2 separate regions of the Gossypium hirsutum genome follow, and region 2 is linked to region 1. Evidence: chromatin contacts called from public Hi-C data. All regions are on one chromosome and are shown on one strand. The core of a region is the stretch at or near the end of the contact, and the rest is flanking DNA. Distances in the headings are between cores, read along the strand shown. Region 1 holds the start of LOC107929455. Region 2 holds the start of LOC107929460 (probable methyltransferase PMT21).

Region 1 (4,322 bases), core at 419-2,918:
GAGCTCCCATATTTTCAAAAGATGTATTATTTGGAGCAATAAAGCTTTAATACCTTTCAATAATTTCAACAGAACCAAAAAAGAAGTAATACCAACCTCAGTAGGATCCATTTGGGCCATGATAGCAGTCAATGGATCATCTCTTTTTAAGCGACTCTCTTCATTCGGCATTATAGCATCCTTCAATGGACAATCACGATCACCACTCTGGTGACCATAATTTCCGCATCTAAGACATTTTACATTACGGACTTCAACAGCAAATGGTTTAACCCTACCAGGAACACCAGTCTCCAGCCTGAAAGTTCCATCATCGTGTCAAATAGAAGTTATAAAATGTATTTTCATGTTATAATAATGTAATCATGAGATGAATATATTTTGCCCTTGTTATAAGATGGTTAGTTTTAACATTCCTTAAAAAGATGTAGCTTGAGCTTCCTCATGTGAGTAAGCCAGTTTCATTGCTCAGTACAACAATAAAATTCATTTGCACAGCGTGACCATGGAAAAAAACAATCAAATAGCTTATTTCAGCAATAGAAATCAAATCAAATCAAATCAAATCGAACTGTCTGCTTTTTTCCATAATAGATCATATCTTCTTTGGTTTACTAGCCAAGATTGTGCGGTAGTGCATGCAGGTATATTCAATTTACCATTGGTTAATATGCAGAAGCTACTATTGATACATACCGTGGAGCGTTTTTAAGAACTTCAAACTCTTCCTCTGTTGGTAAAGAACGTCCAAAAACATCTTTAGGTCTTGATTTCCGTTTCTCTTGAGTAGTAGCACCTCCACCGGGCAAAGATTCCGGCTGCCTGCAAGATGAAGCTAATAAATTGAGAAAGCCATTTCACAAATATGAAAATTAGCTTAAAATAAAACAAGGAAAACACATGAAAAGTTTTATATTCAAATCAAAATTACATTGCTGTGGAAGGCACATCGGTAGAATGATCATCGGATACGTTGTTATGATCAGTTTTTTTCCTCTCATCAGCAATCTCGGCCGCTTTGGCACTTTCAGCATTATAACCAGGCGGACGAACATACATAAAGCTAACAGCTTTCATCATCTCCACCTAGGAATTCAATAAGGGTTTTCGGGTAATTTAGTCCCCAAAAGAATGAAGATAGAAATCAAGGGAAACCACTTAGATAGGATCATATTCAAAACCTTTTCCTTCTCTTTTTTGGAAATTAGAGCCGTCTGGCGAAAGAATTCTTGCTCTTGGGCATACTGCATCAAAGCATAAGATAGAATGCTTAGTGCTAGGGCAAGTGAGAGAGAGAGAGAGTAGTAGAATAATAAATAAAAAGAAAGACCAACCTCGCGAGCGACTTCATCGGCACGGCGCACGCGCTGGGCATGGGTCTGCTCAGCGATCCATTTGCGGCGTTGGTTAGGGTAGGAGAGGGGATGCCATGGTTTCTGGTTGAGATAGGAATGGCTCCAAGCGGTGCCGGCTTTTGTCTTGTAGTCAACTTCGGCGGAAGAGCCAGGCTTGTTGTCATCGGGGAACTTCTTTCTCAGCCTTATTCCTCCCCCCTCCTCTCCGATTCCATCCATCCTATCACTCGCGATTTTCTTCTTTCAATAAAATTTTCTTTGTATTACCAAAATAGGAGTATCAGATTTCGTCGTCCTCTTCTACTCCCATTCCCAAATTTTCTAATATCTAGTGCCAGATTCGGGACTTGGGATTGCCGGATCGGGCTGGCCCACCCAGTCTTTATGGGCCTATCGATTTTATGATTGTCCACTCTTCCCTTCTAATTATCAAATCAAGCCTGCTGTAGTTTTTCAAGCGTTCAATATTTATAGGTTAATGGGCCTTCAATTTTTTTCAAAAAATTTTAATTAAGGTCTTTCAATCAGCAACGATAATGTGGTCATTAATAGGCACCCACGTCATCACCATTTACCGACGTGGTAGTGACACATCATCACTAGTCGCTAACATGTCGGTTCCATCTCATCACTAAAGGCACATCATCACTAAAGGTTGATGTTGATGTGATAGTGAAAAAAATTCTTAAAATTATTTTTTAAGATTAATTTACAATGAATTTGGACAAACAATTCTTTAGATTTATTTTGGAATTATAAAAAATAAAAAATTATAAAAAATGGAAATTTATAATATTTATTATAAATTAATTAAAAACCATAAATTTTATAAAATTTATAAAAAAAATTTATTAAAAATCATAAAAATTAATAATGTATATTTTATAAAAAAATGGTTAGAAATTAACTATAAACCATAAAAACTATTAAAATAAATTAAATATTTTATAAAATTTTATAAAAAAATATTTTTCTCATTTGTATTAAAGTATAGCTATTGATCATTAATTAAAAAAAAACCATTGATGATTAACAAGGCCTAACATTTTTGAAGAACTTTTAATAGTTTACAAGAGAAAAAAAATATATCAATGTTTGATATACTTGGAAATAAGTTATACTAGTGAAATAATTTAATATAAATGAGCAAATAATTTTTGTAAAACTTTATGAAAATAAATTATTTTTCTAAAATTTTATGTTTTAATTAATTTCTAACAATTTTATAAATATTTTTTTCTAATTTTTTGTGATTTTTAATAACTTATTTTTAAAAAATTATTTTTAATTAATTTCTAATAATTATTATAAATTTTAATATTTTTTTGTAATTTTATCATTTTTTATGTTTTTTATAATTCTAAAAAGAATCTAGACAGATAAGATGTCTATTTTCAAATGAACTTGAACAACCGTATGTCTAGATTCATCATGTATTATTTAAAATAATTTTAAAATGTTCTAATTTTTTTTTTTGCTAATGTGGCACTATCACATCAACGATCAGTGGTGATGTGGTATTGTCATGTCAGCAAACGGTGCTGATGTGACGTCTGCTGACGATCACGTCAAAAGACTTATTTAGCAAATTTTGTTAGTTCAGAGGTTCAATTGAATGCAAAAAAATCATAGGGGCTTAATTAATTTTTTTTGAAAAAGTGCAAGAGTCAAAAATGTCATTATGCGTATTGTTACCATTAATAGTTTTTTTAATTCTTTTTATAATTTAATATATACCTCAAATTTTAATTAATTCATAAAATTTGAAATTTCTACTAATTTTTATGAGTTTTGTATGTTGCAATACATTTAAGGTGGAATAAGTCAAGTTTTGTCTCGATTCAACATTATTGATTTAAGGGATTTGGTACAATTGATCTGGCCTAATCCTTAAGATATGTTCCTTCAAATGGATTAATCTTCATTGATGATGTGAATGATTCCACAATATCAGCATAGTCCAAAGATTTTATTTTAATAAATTGCCAACATCAAATATAGCAAGTAACACTTTGTCACTGTGGTGATAGAAGTAGACACTTCCAGTGGCACATAATCAGCCACTTCAAAACTTGCTTCAACAATTAATGAAAACGTAAAAATATCAAAACCCAAATAGAACACATTAAATTAAGGAGGGTAATAGAGCGGAATAAGAGAAAATATTGTCAAATCTATCACTGTTATATTATTTACATGATTTTTCGTGCCCTAGCCCTACTTTGCTATGGTGAATGTTTTAAGCCGTGTATGAAATTATATGAAAACGATAGATTTGATCTTTGGATAATGCATGCATTTGAAAATAATTTTATGTAGTGAGTTTGCATGTATATTAATGGTATTGTGGTAAGATATATGTTAAGCTATTGAATGACATAATTTGAATATGATTTTGGTTGAATTTGGAATGTTAAATATAAATGTTAAACTATGTTTGTATAGTTGATGAATACTTAAGTTGTTATGATTATCAAAGTGTCCTTTTCATGTGGAATAGCTTAAATGCTCATGTGGTTGGTTAAATGTATGTGTTGGCATGTGTTTAAGTTGGTTTTGTGCAGGTTTAAATGGCCAAATATGCACAATTTGAGCAATGGTTTGGCTTGGCCCAAATTACGTACCAAATGATCATATTTTACAAAAAATAGAGTCCTCGTCGCGACATGAAATTCTTCTCGTTGCAACGTTGAATGATAGTTTGTGACGTATCAACGTCAAGCGGTCCAACATCGTGATATAACTCACTGTCTCAATGACGTCACGACGTGAGATTGACTTGTCACAACATGGAGTCCCAATTTTCAAAAGATTACGGTTTGGATCTAGTTCATACTCAGGTCATCAATAGATTTGTAAGCTTGATTTAGTCTCGATTTCTATTTAAATGATATCATATGATTACGATTGAGATACGAATAATTATTGCTTAATTTATTTACATGTTTTCAGTTTCGATTACTGTAG
Region 2 (4,258 bases), core at 1,241-3,740, 200 kb after region 1:
TTAAATATGTCAAATTAAAATTTTATTGCAAGATAATTAATCCCATGTTATAACACATAAATTTGAAAACTTTTTCAAAAATAATAATAATAAAATAAGATATTTTAGTATGATAAATTTGAATCATTAATTAACTTATTTAGGTTCCAAAATTATTATTTTAAATTTTTTTTTTGAAATTTTAACTTTCTTTATATTTTTTTTAAATTTTAATTTTTTAAAATATATAAATTTTAGAATTTTTATAAATATTTTGAATTTTAAAAATTATTTTTTAATTATTTTTTAAAATTTTTGTTGAGAGAGATCAATTTTTCAAGTTGACTCATTTAATTAATTCAAAATTTAAACTTTTTTTTAATCAAATTAAATTTTACTCATTTCAGTTAGAATTACTGTTTGAGGTGGCAATCACATTCACTTGAACATCATGATATCATCTCAAATATTCACCCTTCAAATTTACCCTTTTTTCACTTCATCAAGGGGCAAAGAAGCAATAAAAGAAAAACAAGCCCTTCAAATTATAATATATAAAAGTTAATATTATCCATCAGTTTCTTTAAATTTTGCTTATATTTAAAAAATCTAAAAAAAAATTTACTTAGGAAGGTAATAATGAAACACATGCATTATCATGAATAACTTGGGAATTAAGTTACGTTAAGCTACCAAATCCCGCTAAATTTCAGTCCTATAGATATTGCTATCATTTTAAGCATAATTATTGAGTTGAGTGTGAGTGGAAATCCAGCGTAACAAAACCAGCAAATATTAAAGCAACTAAAATCATTACTATTAATTTTGAAGCTTTTATGTCATCATCAACTACTTTAATTAAACAATTTATTTAAACATAATCAACTAAAAACTATAATATCCAGGGTGGATCTAAAGGGGTTTACAGGCCCCCGCACCTTAAAATAAAAAAAAATTCATTAATAATGATAAAATTAAATTTCGTCCTACTAAAAAATGATAAAATATATAAATCATTAAAATAATATAATTACAGTTTTATTATCATAAAAATATATAATTTAATTTTAATTTTCAAAATATTTTTTACTTTACTTTTACCCCTAAATTATATTTCTAAATCTGTCACTGTTCATATAAGCATAAATGGTAAACTTCATACAAGTTTTTTAATGGATCTTAAGCAATTTTAATTTTTGATTAAATTTTGCAATAATTTAAAAACTATATCATGTTGTGAATTTTTTTAAAAACAAAAAATCCAAGATTAAACCCCAAAAAGAGAAGAAAAAAAATACACATGAGACGGCATCCTCATTCCTCACTCCGTAGCAGATTAAACGCTAACACATGCTGATGCTATTTGCTTAAATGGTAAATACAACTTAATACAAAGGAAAAAGGCATATTTTGTATTTATCTAATATTTATGTTGATAAGATCATATGCAATAATTTATTCTTAATAAACTAATTAGAAAAACTTGAATTAAATAATTTTTAAATGGAATATAATCCAAAATTCAAATGGATGCCTTTTCCATTTTTTTTTAATATTTAAGAGAGAATAAAGCAGAAAATAAACAAATAGAAGAAAATCTTTTCTTGTTTTCATATATAGTTTAATATGGAATTTGTGGAATACCAAAGCATTTGTCTACGTCAATGTATAATTTCCATCTCTTTATTTCATATTTTTTATTTACTTTTTAAAAAAAATCAAATTAATAATAAAAGATAACATGGTGTGATACACAAATGTATTATCTACAAAAATCACTTAATACATACATTCTGAAATAATAATAATAATAATAATAATGTTACTTTCAAATTTTAAATTTACATTTTTTGTTCGAAAATATAATGCGACTTGCTATTATAGTGTTGTTCATTTGTTAGTTATAATTGAAAATTACGTGGGGAAGAAGTAAAAACAACGGAAGATCCCTATCTTATGTCAACAAATTCTTGAATTCATACTTATCAATTAATTTTGAAATGGAGTCAAAATTATCTTTAAATGGAGATAAAAATTTTAAATTTTGTTATATTATTCACCATATTCGAGTATAAATGTGTGTATGTCGTGGAATTGTTAGGTGAAAAACAGAGCAGAATCTTTATTTAAGGCCTGAAAAAGGGTGAAGGACAAATTAAAAAGCCAAGTAGAAGCTGCCATTAAAATCACAGGATCAACGACATCAACTGTTGAACAACCCATGAACAAGGCAACCAAATTCCCTGTCTTCAACCCCTTATGTGGCACGCTATGATAGGATCTTCAACACTCTCTTTTCACTCCGTGTGATTCAACTCCTCTTTACAAAATTATCACTCTTCCCCACACTTTATTGAAAGGTTGAGCTTTTTTTTTTTTTATAACACATTTGCAGGCGATGTCTCGGTGTGTTGAATGCAAATCCCTGCACTATAATATTTTTCTTTCATTTCTTTGTAGAGAGATTAGAAAGGTACAACAAATAAAAATCCAAATACAATCTCACTCTTTTAGTAATATAATTATGTTTCTTTTTCTGGGTTCTCTTTTTTACTACTAGGGTGTGTCTGCAATTTTCTTTTTTGTTCATTCATTTTTGGGGGGTTTATGCTTTGCATTGGCTGGACAGATGTGAAACACTTTTTTCTCTGGTGAAGCACGTTTTCTGTATAAATTTCCTATTTTTAGATATCTCTTTGGGAAAGACTTGGTTTTTACCTTTACCCCATATTTGAAAATCCCATGAACTTGTGGTTCTTCTCTCTTCTACCTTTGTTGCCCTCTCCCTCTGAATTACTATCATTAGGTTCCTATCTATATTAATTCAAATCACCTCCTAGTCAAACAAGAAACCTTTTCTTCTTTGTGCTTTCTCATTTCTTATTGCTGCAAAAATTTTGTGTGAACAGGTTACATGTTTGTTTTCAAGGGTATGCATATTGAAAATGAAATCATTCAACCTTTTTCTTCAATGTCAAGGAAATTGTTGGAATTCATGTTTGTTTGTTTATTTCTCTGTTGCCTTTTTGAATGGGACCATGTAAGTAGGGGTCCATATATCTTGTGAAATATATATAAAGGCAAAGTGACATGTAGGTGGTGGTTGGTATTTAGATCTACATGTTTTTTTTTAACACCTTTCAAGGGTCTTGTCTTAGGGTCAGCATTGCTTTCATGGTCTTTTGTGATGTTGCATTGCCTTGTTGATTTTGTATCACTTGTGCTTGAGCGTATATGTTGATTGGTGGCATTCCGAATTTTGCAGTAGCTAGATTATTTCTGAAATCATGAAGCAAAAAGATGAAAAGAATCAGTCCCAATCTGATAGAGCTTTGAAGATTATCCCTGTAACGTTACTGGTTTTCGCGTTATGCGGGTTATCGTTCTATCTTGGTGGAATCTTCTGTTCTGAGAAAAGCTTATTGGAAGGGAAGATAGTCCAAGAGCTTTCCAAGGCTGTTTCTTCGCCCGAATATTCTGCAGAAAATGCCCTTCAAATCAAATCTGTTACCTTCTCGGAATGCAGCATCGATTATCAAGACTACACTCCATGCACCGATCCCAGGGTAACGGCACATGATCATTCCTCTAATGGTGTTGCAAGATGCTTAGTTTTTAATGCTATACTGATATGACTTATGTTTGTTGCTACAGAGGTGGAAGAAGTACGGTTACCGTCGGCTTACTTTCTTGGAACGCCACTGTCCTCCGCTGTATGAGAGGAAGGAATGCTTGGTTCCACCCCTGTAGGATACAAACCACCAATCAGATGGCCAAAGAGTCGGAAAGAATGTTGGTACAGGTATTGTTTATTTTTATAGCTATTTTCTGGTTTCGGTGTGATTTATGTTTAGAGGGTCGATTGTGTTGTTACGACACACGTTGATCTGCTCTTTTTAGGAACGTCCCGTACGATTGGATCAACAAGCAGAAGTCTAATCAGAATTGGCTGAAGAAAAAAGGGGAGAAGTTCCTTTTCCCTGGTGGTGGTACTATGTTCCCTAAAGGAGTGGGTGCATATGTTAATTTAATGCAGGATCTGATCCCTGAAATGAGAGATGGCACAGTTCGAACTGCAATTGATACCGGTTGTGGGGTGAGTTGCATTTTCTGAAAGCGTGTGGAGTTCCAACTGTTTCTTCTCATTTCCCTCATCCCATTATAGATTTAAAACTCTTTTGATTCCAGGTAGCAAGTTGGGGGGGCGATCTATTAGATCGTGGAATTCTGACGCTTTCTCTTGCTCCGAGAGATAATCATGAAGCTCAGGTCCAGTTCG

Evidence for each region. A called contact is a pair of places that touch in the nucleus more often than the background predicts.
Region 2: a Hi-C map of leaf shows a contact between it and region 1, with 4 times the contacts expected there. The contact joins the promoter of LOC107929460 here to the promoter of LOC107929455 in region 1. A contact is called at or near these places in 6 of 34 Hi-C or Micro-C datasets (hypocotyl, leaf and seedling).

What each region holds. Positions count from the first base shown.
Region 1 is chrA08:110,331,562-110,335,883 of Gossypium_hirsutum_v2.1, forward strand. LOC107929455 reads right to left here and starts at 1,669. Exons shown (of 7, transcript XM_016860882.2): 1 at 1,335-1,669; 2 at 1,182-1,244; 3 at 932-1,086; 4 at 697-822; 5 at 97-298. The coding sequence starts at 1,574.
Region 2 is chrA08:110,526,065-110,530,322 of Gossypium_hirsutum_v2.1, forward strand. It overlaps LOC107929460 (probable methyltransferase PMT21), which reads left to right and starts at 2,491. Exons shown (of 9, transcript XM_016860889.2): 1 at 2,491-2,630; 2 at 3,245-3,545; 3 at 3,634-3,718; 4 at 3,721-3,781; 5 at 3,880-4,075; 6 at 4,168-4,258. The coding sequence starts at 3,267.